Linked DNA regions of Gossypium hirsutum: region 2 is linked to region 1. Evidence: chromatin contacts called from public Hi-C data. All regions are on one chromosome and are shown on one strand. The core of a region is the stretch at or near the end of the contact, and the rest is flanking DNA. Distances in the headings are between cores, read along the strand shown.

Region 1 (2,760 bases), core at 187-2,686:
AAATTTTAAAAATTATAATTTTAGAGATAAAACTTTAAATAAAAATTTTAAAATTAAACCATCGTATGTAATATGCTAGACCAAAAAAATTTGACAATATAATAGAATTTTATCTAATTACTCTAACATTTCATAATGTATACTAGTTGTTATTATTGATTGGTTCTTAATTAAGTATAAATAATTAGTAATAAATAATATATAATTTTATTAATTATTTAGCATGTCAAAATGTATGAAAAATTATCTTTTGTTAATAAAAATTTCAAATTATTTTAATAAGATTAGTAAATAAAATATAACTTAAAAAAATTAAAACACTAATATTATTAATGTATAAAAATAACATTTTAAACTTAATTCAAGAATATGTTTAAAATTTTTTATGATCATTTGATTTGAGTATAATTATTTATAAATTACTTGTGTGATTACCCAATTCTCACACTTTTTTTGAGAAGTGGATAGTGTAAATCAAACATACCACATATTTGTATCTACAAATACTTGCACCAAATCCAATTGTCCAGTAATTTTTTGAATACATTCTTAAAAAATAAAAATAAAAAAACTCAAATTCTTTTAATACGTTATTAATTTAATTGTAAAAATAAAACTTTTAAAATTAAAAATTTGAGATACATGTAATATAAATTATGTGTGAGTCTCTAATAAAATTTATTTTGATTTAAATTATATTTTGTAAAACCTTAGCATTTGGTTTTGTTGGACATAAATGTTTTCACGTATCACAATAATTTGTGATTAGACCTCTTCAAAAGTTAGATAATTCACCTAACCCAATTTCAGTTAGGTTTAGATAATAATTTTTCACTTTAGGTCGATTCAGTTTAACTCAGTTTAAATTTAATTTAAATAATAAAAATTATTTTTTAAAAAAATAAAAAAATAAAAAAACATAAAATAACAATTAAAATATATTTTATTATTTTATTATTTTAAAATAATAAAACGAGCAACAGTCTAACTCAGGCTGAAAATGGACTTTTAACTTAAAATATATTTTGAAATCGAATTTCAATTGATCCGATTTATATGTAACTCTAATCATAATGTGCACAACATAATATTATATTTATAATTAATTGCACAAATAGGACAAAGTTCAAACACTATTGCTTAATGCTAAATCCGAGTTGCCAATAATATTTATAGAGATTTTCTATCAAACTTTTCCCCTTTGGGTAAAGTAACCGAGACACGCCAGCTACCAAAAATAGCAAATTTCGAATCCCAGTTATAATTTGTTTTATTCTAATTTTTATTGTGAATGTAATTTGTTATTTAATTAAAAATAATCAGAAGTCAAAAAATATTTGGAAAATTCTGAAAGATATATTTTAATTTTTATCGCGAACGTAATTTTAGAAAAGAGAAAATAGAAAAAGGCTGTCGCAATTTTAAGCATCGGAAAAAGAAAGAGGTGGAATCAATTTTCGAAGCGCAACCAGCAGCAGATTTCACTTCTTAAACACACACAGTAATCTCTAATTTCAGCAACTCCATTAATTTAATTTAATTAATTAAGTCTCCATCACTCATTTCTCTTCCTTTCTCTCTCCTCACTCTGTCATTGTAACCAGATTTTAAAATCCATAATCTACAGAGAGAAAATAATAATAATAACATTATTATTATTTTATATATAACTGATTTATCTCTGTCTCAGCTCTAAAGCCATTCTTCTTCACTCTATCTTTTCTATTATCTGAGAATCTGCTGAGCAGTTGTGTATTTCAACTGATTTTCAAACCCTATCGTTTTGGATCCACTTCAAGGTTTAGATGTGAAGAGAACTACTCTGCGTGGAAAGAGTTACTTTTCTTCTTCTTCTTTTTTTTTTTTGTATTTGAAGTGGTGAGAGGAAGTGTTTGGATCAGAGATGGCGGAGATTGCCGGCGAAGCGGCAGAGGTAACAGGCAATGCGAGAAGTGAGTCGCCGGTGAGGATGACTTCGACCACGTCGGGAGCACCTCCGCCTTTGGCGGTGTCGGCGTCGTTTAAGGAGAGTGGAGGGAAAGGTTCGTCGAGGAGGAGAACTGTCAGACCTAGCTTCGATGCGGATAACGACTTCATTACGTTGCTTCACGGTTCGGATCCGGTGAAAGTTGAGCTTAATCGGTTGGAGAATGAAGTTAGAGGTCTGGAATGTGGCTCGATCTAGTTGTTTTTCGCCTCGATTCGGTTCAATTTAGCTGCTTTTAGTTAACGGTTAACCGTTTCCTTTTATTTTAATATTTTGGATATGTTTACAGATAAAGATAGAGAATTGGGAGAAGCACAAGCCGAAATTAAGGCATTAAGGATGTCTGAAAGGCTAAGAGAAAAGGCTGTCGAAGAGGTTGATTAAATTATTATTATTAATTATTAGGTTTTAATTTAATAAAATAATTAAATTGTGAAAACGCCTTAGTAATACTGGTAGTTAAAAGTAGTAATTTATTTCGAAATGTTTTGAAATTTTCTTATTTTTCGTTAAATTATGTCTGTTCTTAGTGGAAAGTTCACTGCTTTTCCTCCCCTTTTTTGGATGTTTGATTTCTGGGGAAAAAGAACTCAATTTATTTGAAGTTTAGTGATGGATAATCTGCTGAAACTGATGGAAGAAGGGGCTGTTTGCTATGTTTCTCCACTCTTCAATTTTCATGAATTATTAGTGCTGATGCGCATCCATACATTGGTCTATGGAGATGATGACGCTCCACGGACTCTCCAATTACGTAGAAAACTAACATACCC
Region 2 (2,700 bases), core at 177-2,676, 570 kb before region 1:
TAACTTTCTAAGCTTTCCATTAACCAGTAGATACCAGAACGTGAAAGAGAGTCACCTTCTCGGGGGTGATATCATCGTAAACATTCACGGTACCAGCATAAAAGATAGTCAATTGAACAGGTGATCTGGAGTCCCCAAGGCCCCTGACACTTTTCCTAATAAGGATGGCAAAATTACGACCGAAGTTCAGTAACCTGTTGTCAACCTTTTCGATAAAAGCAACTCTACTCGAGCTTAAAATCATTAAACTTACCGTGGTTCGATGCTTCCACCAAAGGAACTGAGGGTGGGAAGAACCGAATGCGGCGGACTCGTAACTGGAATTCCTCCAAGCAATTGTGATTTCATAGCAGTAGTAGTGAAATGATTATTCATAAATGGGTTGGTGGTTGAAACGGGAACTGATTGGTTCGAGACCGGAAACATTTTCATGTCATAAGGCCGTTGAACATGATGTGCATCATGCTGAACAGAAGCAGCTGTGAATGGGAAATGATTGCCTACTCGTTGCCTGTTGTGATTGAAGGATTTCTAGATGGTGAAGACCAACATGGGAAGAGAGAAAGCAGTACCAGTTTAGTATTCACACACAGTAGGAGACATTCTCAATCAATAAATACTAAAAACATGTACATCCGTGTTTCCAGAGTCGTATCTCTATAATCATGTTTTATACAAATACTTAATGTTTAAAAAGGTTCAGAAAAAGTTGATATCTCTGTATCTATGCCTAAAGTAGAAGCAAGGGAAATGAAAGCAAACCTGAAGTTGAGCAGCATCTGGTGGTGAGATATGCATGAAAGCAGGGGATACTATTGAATCATATCCAATTCTTTTAGCGTTATCTACTTGAGCAAAATCAAAACTCATCTGCTGTGGTGGAACAGCTGAAGAAACCTTGTTTGAAATTGGCCATTGAATCCCCAAGCTTTTGGTAAAACCTATCAAATCCCAAACAAAACAACGCCATTACTAAAACTGGAATCTTTAACATGGTTGTCCAAAGAAAGGAAGTTTCTTAAACTAAATGGAGAGTTGATTGAAGAAAAAAGAAGAAAGGTTTAAAGAGGCAAAAAGGGGAGAAAATACACACCAATTTCTTCAACTTCTTCTTTAACCAAAGGGAAGGATTGTTTTGAGTTCAAACCCAGAAAATCTCTCTCCATTTTTTTTTTCCTTTCAATTTATTCTTAATCAAATCAAAATTTGAAGCGAAACCCACCTTAAAAACCATAAACAAGAGGATTTCACTTTCTTAAATCCCTTCTTTTTTTCCTTTTTTTTTTCTTTATTATTAACCACCAAAGAAGGAAAATAACCAAAGGCAAAGCGAAAGGCCAAAGCTTTTATGCGCAAGTTGCAACCACAGAAAAATAAACAGAGGCGAGCAGACAGTGATAGTGTTTTTTTTTTCTTTTTTAAATCTCTTTTTTCCTAACATGCGGGAGTTTTATAAGATAGGATTTTTACAGCGCCGTGACGTATGTTGTACGGCATTCATTTTCTCTCTTCTTTTACTTTTTAACTTTTTTACCCTACCCTATCATTGATTGACTCACACCCAATTGGAAAATTGGGAACTTAAATTCACATGACTCACCTACAAAATCTCTAATAAAAAATACAACATCATCAAAATAAATATAAACTTTCTCTTTGTTAAAAAATTACGAGAGTAATGAATTAGTTATTCCTTTCTCATATATTAAAATATGTGCAAAAATAAAATTAACTAATTAAAATATTACACCAGTTCTCTACTAGCTTCTATTATTATCTATATAAACAGAATTTAACAAAATAATTTATTAAGAGGAGGGATATACTTACACCGATATAAAATATATTGATATAAAATTAAAGTAGTTTTACACATTTCTACGTAGTTTTGTACAATTAATATTTTAATTATTCAACTGTAATATTTCATATTCTATCCATACAAATTATGCTTATCAAATTTGATGTAAATTTTTTAAAAAAATTAAGTCATTCGATAAATATTAATATATATTATTTTAGATTGATGTGATAGATCCGTTTAAAGAGTTTTTTTTACAAAATTAATACAAAACAAAAAACGAAAATGGTATGACAGACAAATTAATTACAAACTACACTGTCAGGCAGCACCACCCAAACTCTGTCACCAATCATTAGCTAATCATATAGTTAGAAAAAAATAATTTTTTTAAATGCTGATGCCTGGCAAATTGGCGGCACCGACAAATATTTATAAAAAATATTTGTATTTCCTCCCAAATATAGTAGAAATGGTATACGAGATAAAAATAATAATCTTTTTGGTGTCGCTTAACACATTGGTAACATCAATGTCTTTTTTCAAAAAAAAAAAAGAAGTTACGGACAAGGAAAAAAAGTCGAAAAGAGAGAGAAGAAAAAGAAGGAAGCTGAAAAAAATGGCTTGGATGGTGAGCCCGTGACCTATTGGTCACGATGAACGGTAGGGTGTCAACCTAGTGCCACTTGACAGGCTAACACCCTGCCGTTCAACGTGACCAATCAATCACGAGCTCACACCCCAAACTATTTTTTTTCTTTTATTTCTTTCCCTTCTTCTATTTATATAAACCGGTCCCTCTCCCCCAATTGAAATTTCAAAAGTAAAGAAGAGAATTTTTTTTTTGTTATTATAGTTTGCTATTTTGAGTTGGAATTTTGGGAGGAAAAATTGTTATA

What was found. Hi-C and Micro-C count contacts between places; a contact is called where the count stands out from the background.
Region 2: a contact with region 1 is called in a Hi-C map of leaf, with 2.8 times the contacts expected there. The contact joins the promoter of LOC107959940 here to the promoter of LOC107955709 in region 1. A contact is called at or near these places in 9 of 34 Hi-C or Micro-C datasets (callus, leaf and petal).

Annotation. Positions count from the first base shown.
Region 1 is chrA05:47,923,368-47,926,127 of Gossypium_hirsutum_v2.1, reverse strand. It overlaps LOC107955709 (microtubule-associated protein 70-4), which reads left to right and starts at 1,436. Exons shown (of 13, transcript XR_005926407.1): 1 at 1,436-2,162; 2 at 2,277-2,362.
Region 2 is chrA05:48,496,433-48,499,132 of Gossypium_hirsutum_v2.1, reverse strand. LOC107959940 (protein TIFY 6B) reads right to left here and starts at 1,426. Exons shown (of 7, transcript XM_016896111.2): 1 at 1,094-1,426; 2 at 763-941; 3 at 254-531; 4 at 56-155. The coding sequence starts at 1,166.